Regions from separate parts of the Mus musculus genome. Here region 2 is linked to region 1. Evidence: chromatin contacts called from public HiChIP or PLAC-seq data. All regions are on one chromosome and are shown on one strand. The core of a region is the stretch at or near the end of the contact, and the rest is flanking DNA. Distances in the headings are between cores, read along the strand shown. Region 1 overlaps Fam20c (family with sequence similarity 20, member C). Region 2 overlaps Dnaaf5 (dynein, axonemal assembly factor 5).

What was found. HiChIP or PLAC-seq counts read pairs in DNA pulled down with a chosen protein or histone mark.
Region 2: a contact with region 1 is called in an H3K27ac HiChIP or PLAC-seq map of stem cell-derived neural progenitor cells, with 5 times the contacts expected there. The contact joins two enhancer-like sites. A contact is called at or near these places in 1 of 15 datasets of contacts at CTCF or cohesin (the NIH/3T3 cell line), 1 of 484 Hi-C or Micro-C datasets (bone marrow-derived macrophages), 4 of 115 datasets of contacts at active chromatin or transcription factors (differentiating embryonic stem cells, embryonic basal ganglia, embryonic stem cells and 1 more) and 1 of 9 other capture datasets (adipose tissue).

What each region holds. Positions count from the first base shown.
Region 1 is chr5:138,785,021-138,790,541 of GRCm38.p6, reverse strand. The region is part of intron 3 of Fam20c (family with sequence similarity 20, member C); the gene reads right to left. Among named protein-coding and RNA genes, the nearest start is that of Gm5294, 32 kb to the left of the region's middle. Within about 2 kb of position 1,576, at least 34 of the 459 cell types and tissues checked have an H3K27ac peak or open chromatin away from gene starts, as enhancers often do. A contact at or near this core is called in stem cell-derived neural progenitor cells, where this site is marked.
Region 2 is chr5:139,171,850-139,177,906 of GRCm38.p6, reverse strand. Dnaaf5 (dynein, axonemal assembly factor 5) reads right to left here. Exons shown (of 13, transcript NM_001081265.2): 9 at 3,634-3,781. Among named protein-coding and RNA genes, the nearest start is that of Dnaaf5, 25 kb to the right of the region's middle. Within about 2 kb of position 2,721, at least 89 of the 459 cell types and tissues checked have an H3K27ac peak or open chromatin away from gene starts, as enhancers often do. A contact at or near this core is called in stem cell-derived neural progenitor cells, where this site is marked.

The DNA of each region.
Region 1 (5,521 bases), core at 327-2,826:
TGGCAGTGGCTGTACACGGGTGCATGTGAAAGCTAGAGGAAAACCCCGAGTGTTGTTTTTCGGGAGCATCCCATCTGTTTGTCTTTTGTTATTGTTTGTTTTCTCAGACAGATTCTCATGTAGTCCTGGCTGTCCTGGGGCTCACTATGTAGACCAGGCTGGCTTCAAACTCACAGAAACCTGCCTGAGTCTGCTTCCTAAATGCTGGGAGTAGAAGTTTATGCCACCAGGACAGCCTTATCCACCTTTTCTTTTCTTTTTTTTTTTTCCTTTCAGGTCTTTCATTGGCCTGGAACTCACAAAATTGGCCCGGCTGGCTGGCCAGAAAGCTCCTGGAATCTGTCTGTCTCAGACTTCCTATGCTAAAGTTACACATATGCACCCCAATGTCCTATAGTGAAAGATGAAAGAATCTGTCTCAGCCCTCCCTGGTCTCAGCCGCCTACTGTAACTAACTGTACGGGGCCTGTGCTCAGTGTTCTCTGAGGTCCATGCCTAGGCAAGCAGTTTAATGGCTGAGCTATGTTCCCAGCCTCCTCTCTCCCAGAGTGGGGGTGTCGACAGACTGATAAGCTTGTTGAATGGATATCTACCACACAGTGGCTGCTGAGGGTCCATGCAGGGCTGAGATGGTTAAGTTCTGACCACCCACAACAAGCGTGCATATGCTGACACATGCATACAGTCATACATACACACACACACACACACACACACACACACACACACAGAGGAACTCCATGTATATTAACAATGTGCACATGTGTGTGACACACAGACACCCTACGGAATAGGCTGATGGGGGGACTTTAGAGAGCAGGAGTTAAGACAAACTCCTCTGATGTTTTCTAGGTTCAGCTGTGCAGAGGGGACTTGAAAAGGCAGCCTGTGACTACCTCCCACCTACCTGAAAAGCCTCAAAGCTGGGGAATCTATCAGCAACTTTCCTCTGGACTGCATGGGCTCTGTAGGTAAAATACAGCTTGTGCGGGGCTGAGGACATGGCTCAGTTGGTAAAGTGTCTGTCTAGCGTGCATAAGGTCCTGGGTTCTATCCCCAGTACCACATAAACCAGGTGTGACGGTAAGCACCTGTGATCCTAGTACTTTCGGGGGTGGAGGCTGGAGGAACAGAGGTTCAAGGTCATTCTGGGTTACTTGAGATCTTGTCTTAAAATTAAAATTAAAATTAAAAAAAAAAAAGAAAAGGAAAGAAAACTTGCATGGCCACTTTTGCTGACTTAATTAAGTAAGCCCTCTTCCCTCCTACCTGCTGGATGTCCCAGGAGGGCAGCTGTGATGCCCCACAGTTGGCTTTTGCCAGTGCCGTGCCTTCCCCTTCTGGAAAGCCTGACTTGGCTGACTCACCTGCAGGTCTTATCCCGGCGGGTAAAGTCAGAGCAGGGGGTGGGGGTTCCCTCCCCAGGAGCACTTGGCAGTGTGACACTGGAGGGCATTGTTAGCCAGGCTCTGGTGGAAGCATAGGGATGGGGGTGTTCCCTCCTCAGGATCCCGAGCACAGCCAAGGCTCGCCTCAGAACTGCTGTCAGAGCACAAAGCAAGTGGGCAGCTGGGCATCACCCTGCGGTCACCTCCACACACTGACCCGAGGACAATCAGGCAGCATTCATCCTGGTGCTGAGCAGGGACCAGCCTTCCTGCTCACAATCTGACCCTCTCTCTCTCCCTCCCTCCCTCTCTCCCTCCCTCCAGCTGCTTCTTTGAGGAGGTGACATTTCTCAGATCCAAGTGGCTTAGAGTCCTGTGGCTCCCTGAAAGAGCCTCTGGCCTGACCTGATTCCTGGTTCCGCATCCCTGGGTTCAGACACCCGCCTTCTACCTTCCACGGAAGCTGGCTGATGTCCCAGACCCTCGGCAATTACCCCACCCCCACATCACAGCCTGCAGGTGTCCCTGCCTCCTAGGTACCTTCTTTCCTGGAATAGCCCAAGGGTTCACAGAAGTGGCAAGTGTGTTCTATTCAGAGGTGTACCTCTCTTGTTCTAAATGCCTCTTGGGCACTTCACGTTTGATCTGACCTGGGGCTCCTGGTGTTCTGTTCTTTCTTCCCTTCCAGAGAGACTCAAGACTCTGCCTTATGGAACCTTGCCCCTGGGGAGGGGCAGGAACTGCATTTGCCCCTCAGGCCTCATTTTCCCTTGCTGCACAATAATAGAGAAATATAAGAAGAGCCCAGAGTGAAGGTGAGGTAAAGGGAGGAAGGGTCCTCAGATGTCCCCCAAGACGGGGCTCCTTTCCCCAGGCCACTAACCATTCTCTGGCTCTCACTGCACTCCACCTGGAGGCAGTTCATTCCAGACTCCAGGTACCACATACTTCACACCTGCTGGGCCAGAGTCTGAGTGCTGGGCCCAAGAAGCTGCATTTTAGCAAGTTTCTATGATTTCATTCAACCAAAGCCAGGGCTATTGCAGTGGGCATCCCACTGAGGCTCTGGATCCTGCAGGCTGGCCCCCCATCATCCATAATGAGTATGACTTGACTGTACCCAGCACCCCCGGGGAAGAATGTTCATAATCTCCCAACAGCACAGAGTATAACCCATGAGCCTCTGGTGGACAGGGCTCTATGGGATCAGGACCTTGCTGAGGGTTGGAACCTCTGCCATCCCCAACCTTCTACCAGACTCTAGGGATGAGCTGTCCACTGACATGCTTGAGTCCCCATGGCAGCTGCACGAAGACCCAAGACTTTGGATACTCGATGCAAGTCACACGAAATGTCTGATTAGCATGCACATGAGGCAACCAAAACGGGCCAAGACACAGAACCCAGGACCTCATGTATGCTAGAAAAACACGCTACCAACTGAGCCATGTCCTCAGCCCTGTGTAAGTTGTATTTTTAACGACAGGATCCTTGCAGTCTAGGAGGAAAACTGTCCTCTTGCCCTCTCAATTTTTCAAGTGACAATTCTGGAGCTGTCACCCAACAGATCGGCTTCCAGCTGCCCCCATACATGTCACTTGGATACAGGGATCCCCATCAATCCATCAGTCCTGTCCTTGAGGCTAGGTGGTGGCTCTTTGTGGTGGCCCATGCCTATTAGTCCAGCACTGGGGAAGCGAGAGGATCAGCGATTAAAACCCAGTTTCTACAGAGTGAGTTCAAAATCAGCCTAGGCAACTTAAGATGACCCTGTCTCAAAACAAAACAAAGCAAAACAAAACAAAAAAAAACAAACAAGACAAACAAAACAAAACAACAAAGAACTCCACAATACAATACTGTTACCATGGTACCTTATGCTAGACACTATGTGCACTGCTGGCCTGCACATGGGAAGCAAGACCAATTACACTGGGCTCTGCTATGCTGAGGTTACACTCAGCCCTAACGGCCTCCAGACTCTACTCCCTGTTGCCCAGTGTCAGCCCTAGCCTGGGACCTTCAGGGGGCTTCTGGGCCCTGTGGCAGACTACTCAGACTCTGGAATCTTCCATAGCATGTTGTTTCTGGAAACTGTTTCCCACCCTTCTAAGGCAGTCGCTGGTCCATGGAGATGAGGCCTCAGGGTGGAACTAACCCAGGTTCTGGAGGTCAGTAGGGCAGCTTCCCGGTGGATGTGGGCTCAGGAGAGGCAAGAATGGGGAAAGCTAGACATTCTGGAAGATTCTGACAAGGTAGATCCCTGTGGGGCTACTGTTGTCAGGCAGGTCTGTATTGAGATCAGCTAGGAAGTGAGAAAGTATCCCCTTCCCTTAGGGGACACTTAAAAAGTTTCAATCACTCCACTGTCCGGAACATAGCCTTCTGCCTGGCACCTAGCAGAGTTCCCAGTGGGCAGCCAGGTTCCAGAGCCATATGCTGCCAGGGACAAGCCCAGGCTACTGAAAAGACACACAGAGATCTCTCTGAAGCCAGTGTTGCTATGAGCCCTGCATGTCCCTTCAGCCACCTAGCTTCCCTGGACACTCTTACCTCTGGGTGGTAGACATTGGCTTCCTTTGCACAGGGAAGACCGAATATCTACTGCTGGCCAACTTCAGGGTGATGCTTTGGAAAAGTACTAGATCCGCTGTGCCCCAAGCAGAGGACAGAATTAGTGAACCCAGTCCCACAAGTCCCAAGGGCAACCAGGTATGGCAGGCAGGTGCAAGGGTGGGCCTTCACTTTCAGGAGGGAAAGATGTTATCAGACACTCACTTGGCTGGGTACCCAGAACAAGGAACTGTCTGGCCTAGGGGAGGAATACAGCCACCAGGATGTGTGCTTCCTGGAACAGGAGGGGTCTTTAAGTAGGCTGGGAACCCATGGCCCAGGTTGGCCACCAACAGCTCCTTATAGGTTATGCCCATCCAGATGGCCTCACTCTGGTTGGGCAAGCTGCCACCCAAGGAGCAACATAGCCATCTCAGCGAGTGGGATGTATCATGCTCACCCAACAGGTTTAGCATGGGCAGCCTGACTGTGCTTTCTGTAGGGGGAATAAGCAAGGTTTTAAGTTCACAGGAGAAAGTGAAAATAAATTAGTAGCCAGCCAGGCATGATGGTACACCCCTGTAACCCAACACTCAGGAGGCACCGGGAAAGGATGGTCATAAGTTCCTGGCTTACATAGGAAGTTCTAGGTCAGGTAGGTAAGATTTTACAGAGTAAGTAAAATCTATCCTTCCCTAAAGAGTAACCTGATGTATATACGAAATTTAAGAATTCTCTACCAGGACTCATCTGGGGAGGGACTCTGGGTGTGGTTATCACAACCCACACATATGTCCCAGGACTGTGGATGACAGTGGTAAAGTGGCATACCCTTCCTTTATAGAAGGAAGTTGGGGGACTGTGTACTTATGAGGATGGATGCTCGCTGCTTGTGCTGGGGACTTGTGACTCTGTCCTCATTTCGATGCCTTGGGAACCTCTAAGTTGCGAGTGGCCCATAAGCCCTTCTCAATGGGCTATGGCGGACACTGGCAATGTGCCTGAGAGGGATTCAAGATGAGGTCCATGGTCCCTCTGCCCTGGCAGCTGGTCGGGCTCCACAGCCTCACAGTGGTAAGTGGGCTGGGTTGCCCTGTCCCCTCTATGTCCTCATATGGGCTTTGGACTAACAGCTCAGAGCAGGAAGGGCCTGTGGGAGACTTTTAAACTCTTGCCTTTTGGTCTATGTAGGTCACTCAAATGCACACAGAGTAGCTTTGTGTGGGGGTGCCAGTGAGGTAGTTGAGGAGCCACAGCTACAGATAAGACCCAGGGAGACCCAAGGAGTGGGTGGCCAATGGGCACACCTCCGCTAACAAGACTCTGTTAGTCACAGGGACCCTCTCCCCTACCTTGCCCTCTGAGATCAAACTAAGCTCCAGATAGCCACACCTGGCTTCAACCTGAGACTATCAACTGTAGGAAGTTGCAGGTCTGGTTTTTTAAACCAGCAGCTCGGGCAGGAGAGGGTCCCTGCCAATTCTGTGGTGGTGGCGGCAAGTAGGGTAATCTGTACTACAATTGTCCGGGATTACGGGGAGAGGGAAGCCAGGAAATCCCAAGCGAGGTGGTTGAACAGG
Region 2 (6,057 bases), core at 1,472-3,971, 390 kb before region 1:
AGAGGGCAAGTGAGGAAGGACAAACAGACTACTCTGAAGGACATGCTTCAGTTTGGGAATGGAACTGGACCTGACCCTGTGCCTCTGCACAAGGTGGTTTCAGGGGGCTCTGTGCTCAAGGGCTGCACCAACCATGATAATCTATGTGGGTCATATGGCACCTCCGTCACCACCCATTGAACCTGCCATCTGTGCCATTAAAACAAAGGAAGCAAGAAATAAGGGTTGGGTGTGGTGGTGCACACATCTTTAATCCCAGCACTAGAGAGGTAGAGGCAGGAGGATCTCTGTGAGTTTTAAGGCCAGCCTGTCTACAGAGTGAGTTTCAGGACAGCCAGGGCTACCAGAGAAACCATGTCTCAAAAAACCAACAAAACCAAAAAAGAAGTAACACGGGGCTGAGACGGCCTGGTGCTCAAGAGCACTTGCAGCTCGCTCTTCTAGAGGACCCGTGTTTGGTTCACAACCCCGTGACTACAGCTCCAGGGCCATGCAATGTCCTCTAAGAGCCTCTTCAGGTACCTGCACACACACAAAACATCTTCTTTTATTAACAAGAACTCTCATACAGAAGATGTCCAGCAGGTCTTGCTAATGTGAGGCTACCTGAAGGGGAACTGTCTGTCATGCCCTCTCTAACAAACTGCTCAGGGCTTCACCCTTCAGAGAGCAGACAGTCTGCCAGTTGCTCATGACTTCTCTCCCCACCACTGCTGGTCTATAACCTACTTTCATTTTTAACTTAAAAAGATGGGATCTCATATAGCCCAGGCTGGACTCAAATCTCCTATATAGCTGAAGATGATGATCTTAAATGTCTTATTCTCCTGCCTGAGTGCAGAAACTACAGGCATGTTCCTCCACACCCATTTTGTACAAAGCTGGAGAATGCTGGGCAAGCCTTCTTCCAACTGAGCCACACATCCAGCTCATGTTTGTCTGTTTGTCTGTCTGTTTGGTTTTTGAGACAAGGTCTTGTTATATAGTCTAGGCTAGCCTGGAATACCTGATCCCCTGCTTCCACTTCCTGAGTGCTGGGATTACAGGCGTACACCACCACTCTGAGTGCTGGGATTGCAGGCGTACACCACCACTCAGTGCTGGGATTACAGGCGTACACCACCTCTCTGAGTGCTGGGGTTGCAGGCGTACACCACCTCTCTGAGTGCTGGGATTGCAGGCGTACACCACCACTCTGAGTGCTGGGATTGCAGGCGTACACCACCTCTCTGAGTGCTGGGGTTGCAGGCGTACACCACCTCTCTGAGTGCTGGGATTGCAGGCGTACACCACCACTCTGAGTGCTGGGATTGCAGGCGTACACCACCACTCTGAGTTTATGCAGTGTTGGAGAAGGAATACAAGGCTTCCTGTGAGCTAGAGAAACACTCTACCAGCTAAGCCACATTCCTAGGCCGTAGGCCCCGATCTTGTTTCTTAACTTTGCATTACATTTCATTTATCTATTGCACTCGTGTACTACACGTCCACAGTGCACACACGGAAGTCAGAGGACAACTTGCAGGAGTTGGTTTCCTTCTACCATGTGGGCCCTGAGGCCTGAACTCAGGTAGTCAGGTCTGGAAGCAAATGCCTTTACTCACTGGGCTCCAGTCCAGAATTTACACCAAATTTTACTTCAAGGCTACCACAAGCACTGAAGCAAAGGCCCCCTGCAAAGGCAGTGGCTTCGGTAGAGCTTTCTGTAGTCCCCTCCAACTCTCTCACAGGCATCTCCATAGCTCAGGCAAGAGTGCAAGGAAGGGGTGGGGAGTGGGAGTCTCCGGTTGTGTGGTAGGTGGATGTGGTGGTGCTACCACTCTGGCTTGCTGAGAGAGCCTTCTCTAAGAATCCTGACTCCCTGCCAGAGATGACATCCTTAGACTGAGTCTTGACTGGACAACCAACCTTTCATTCTACCATTCTGTGATTATAAATCAAAACCAAATAATATTTTGTACTGACTAGTTTTATGTTAACTTGACACAAACTAGACTCAGCTGAGAGACTAATTCTAAGGGGACCACGACTGAAAAACTGCCTCTCTAAGATCTAGCTGTAGGCAAGCCTGCAGGGCATTTTCTTAATTAGTGGTTGAGATGGGAGGAACCTGCCCATTGTGGGTGGTGCTACCACAGGGCTCCTGTGCTATAAAACAGCAGGCAGAGCAAGCCAATAAGTAGTTAGTAGGCAGCCCTCTTCAGTGGCATCTACATTAGCTCCAGCTTTCTGTCCTGACTTCTCTCAGTGGACCGTGTACAAGTGAAATAAACTCCTTAAATCTCTTTTGATTATGGTGTTCCGTCATGGCAATAGAACACTAAGACAATGCTATTTTCAAACTGTCCCTACCCAAACAGTAGCAATCTCTCACTCAGTAAGTCATCTGCATAATTGGATTCTCTAGACTGACCTGATCCCTGGAGAGGTCTGAAGTGTGTCACTGGGAACCTGGCCCAAACCTGGCAGCTGTGTTTGTGGGTCAGGGGTGGCAGTGTTCCTCAGCATACTGGGTGTGTAGAAAAGGCTACAGTCTGGTGGCAGCTCAGCCATTCTCTCACTCCACTCCTGTGTACACGCCTGCCCGAAGGCCTGTTGCCAAGACGCTCATTAATACCTTTTTATGGTCCCTTTTCAGCCCTGAGGTTTTTTAGATCGCAGGAAACAGAATTTCCTGCAGCGTGTGAGAGGCTGGCAGTCAGCCCCACATTAAGAGTGCACTCGAAGGAGAAAGGTTAGAATGAGAAACTCATAGGGAACTTTATAGTTTGCTTACCACACTTCACAGTGACAGGTTTTTTGATTTTGGGGGTGGGGGATGGGGTGAGGTGGGGGGAGGTGGCATCCCAGGAGCTCGCACAGGGCTTAAGTTCTCAGGTCTCCATCTGCAAGACCCAGGATGCCAAGGGTCAGGATTGGAAGGTCCCAGAGTGATTTGAATCTTAGTCTGTTCAATGAACCAAGGAGAGGGAGGGGTGTGTGTGTGTGTGTGTGTGTGTGTGTGTGTGTGTGTGTGCGTGTCTCCTCGCTCTACCCTCCTCTCCAGGATGAGCTGCTGTGTGTGTGTGTGTGTGTGTGTGTCCTCGCTCTACCCTCCTCTCCAGGATGAGCTGCTGTGTGTGTGTGTGTGTGTGTGTGTGTGTGTCTTGGCTTGCTTCCCTCCTCCCCTGAGAGCCTGTTCTTTCCTAAGCTCTTTGTTCCACTTTCCCTTTACTTCAAAGCCATAAAATCTGAGGCTCTTAGGTTGCAGAGCTGCCCCTGAGCTTTTCTGAGATAACAGACTACCCTTAAGCCTTCACCATCAATGCTAATTTAGTCAGGTCTGTTAGGTCTGAAAGGTGCCAAAAGCCTTTTAAAACAGAACAGCCGAAACAGAAGCCATTAATAGTTAATGCGCCCTAAAACTTTCTCACTCGATGGAATTTTAATGACTCCTCTAAAGTGACTTTGATTTACTGTCTGTGTCTCTGTGGTATACTCACCAAGATCACTGTTTACCTAGTGGGGTGGATTCTAGAGATACAGACCACCAAGAAGCCCGGACTTTAGACCTTGGGGGCCCTGCCCAGGGGGTCGTGGGAAGACCCATCCAACACATACGTGGGCTGTACACAGACCTGAGGGTCGACCTACCCCTGAGAATCGACAGTGTCCTTAGGCCTCAGCAGCATCATGGACAGGATAGAGAAGAGCTTCAGGCGCATGTGTGGGTCTGTGGAGGGCTGGAGACAGGCCCTGAGGGTGGGGATCACATGCTGCAGCGCTTCTCCCACAGCCGGGCCTAGGAAAGAGAACAGGGGCTGCAGCAGGCCACCGATGGCTTCCCAGGCCTCACTGCTGGGGTAGGAGCCCTGCAAGCCACAGGCCATGGCTCGCCTTCCTGACATGCTGCTCTCCCAACTGCTGAGGACACTAACAAACTCCAGCATCGCCCTCCCTATGTGACCAAGACACAAATCCAGCTTCTCTTTACAACTTCTAAATTATTCTAAATTATTTTTTTTTGAAAGATACCCCAGAAGGTGTCAGACCCCATTACAGATGGTTGTGAGCCACCATGTGGTTGCTGGGAATTGAACTCAGGACCTTCAGAAGAGCAGTCAGTGCTCTTAACCGCTGAGCCATCTCTCCAGCCCCCTAAATTCTTTCTTTCTTTCTTTCTTTTTTTTTTTTTTTTTTTTTTTTTGGTTTTTTCGAGACAGGGTTTCTCTGTATAGTCCTGGCTGTCCTGGAACTCACTTTGTAGGCCAGGCTGGCCTTGAACTCAGAAATCCGCCTGCCTCTGCCTCCAAATTGCTGGGATTAAAGGCGTGCGCCACCACGCCCGGCCTAAATTCTTCCTTAAATTATTATTATTAATTTTTTTTACTTCAGGAAGCTAGAGAGAGAACTCAGAGATTACACTGGCTGCTCTTCCAGAGGTCCTGAGTTCAATTCCCAGCACCCACATGGTGGCTCACTCTGATGTCCTCTTCTGGCCTGCAGGCATACACGCAGGCAGAACACTATACGTAATAAATTAATCTTTTAAAAAAATAACTTCATTATTTTTAATACTGTTCATGTGTGCCTGAGGCTGTGTGCATGGCTGCAGTATCAGGCCGGAAGCAATGACCCTCTTGGAGCTGGAGTCACAGGGGTTAGAGCCACATGACATGGGTGCTAGGAGCCAAGCCTCAGGTCTCTTGAGAGCAAGAGCAGGAAGAGGTCTTAATGGTGGAACCATTTCTCCAGCCCCCTTTTTCTTTTGACACAGGATTTATTATTAAGCCCTGAATTGAGACAATATCTTAGCCTCCAATTGTTCATTAGTGACCATCAACCTTCTTGTTTTGAGGCAGGGTCTCTCATGGACCTGAGACTTAACGCTTAGGCTAGGCTGACTGGCCACGGAGTCCCAGAGATTGGTCTGTCTCTACCTCTCCAAGGGCCAAGATTACATCATCATGGTGGCACCCAGTTTTAATCCCGGCAATGAGGAGGCAGAGGCAGGTGGACCTGTGAGTCTGAGGCCAGCCTGGGTTACACAAAAAATTCCAGTAGAGTCAGGGCTACCCAGTCTACACTGTCTTGAAAAACAAAATAAAACAAACAAATGAACAAACAAACAAACAAACAAAATGCCTGGCATTTTTACAAGGACCTGGGATGGTCCTCAATGAAGGCCTACTCATCCGAACTCCTGAACTAAAGTCAAGAGACATCCAAAAAATCAAAGCATGCCATGCCCACTGTCTGCTCAAACCGTGTCGTATGAAAGCCAAGAGGCAGGGTCTACTCCCTTCAGCCACCCTTCCCCAGGTCACAAAGACTTCATAAGTCAACTCTTACCTGAGGGTTCACTGCCTGGTGACTGGAACTGCCCAGCCTCTAGAGTTGGACATATATAGCTAACTCTCCAGAACGCACCCCTGGACACTTCTCAGCTATGGCCTGGCCCTAAACGGGACTTAACATTTTAGCATAGTCTCAGGCACAATTTGCTAATTCTACCACCAGACATCACAGCAAGTCATCTAAATCTCCATTTCAAGATGCAGTTTCTCAGACCCCTGTAGGTCCAGTGTCTGTACAGTGGCACTGGAGGCCTATAGAGGCGGCAGCAGCGTCATCTGCCTGCAGCTGTGAGGATCTGAGGAGAAGGGAAACAAAAATGGCAGCGGGGAAAGCAGCTGCTGGTCTGACAAGACAAGCAGGATCCCTCCCTCCAGCATGGAGGACCACCAGAGGACTGTTCCAAGTGGCACAGGAGAGTGCCAGGGTTTGCCCAGACTGTCAACATCAAAAGACAGATGTCTGGAAACCTGCAACTGATAAGCCAGCACTCAGAGTAAAAGCAAGAGCTCAGGCTGGAGTCTCATTCACAAAGGATAAAGGGCTTGGATGCAGGAGACAGAAGCCCACTCTCACCTCAGCTGCAGTGAGAAGCAACTGTCTGTCAAGAAAATCGCCACTGAGTGAAGGGCTGGGCTATCTGTGCTTAGAGTGCCCGCCTAGAACACCTATGGTTCTAGATTCCAGCCCAGGACTGCATAAAGCAGGCACAAGGGTGGAAAC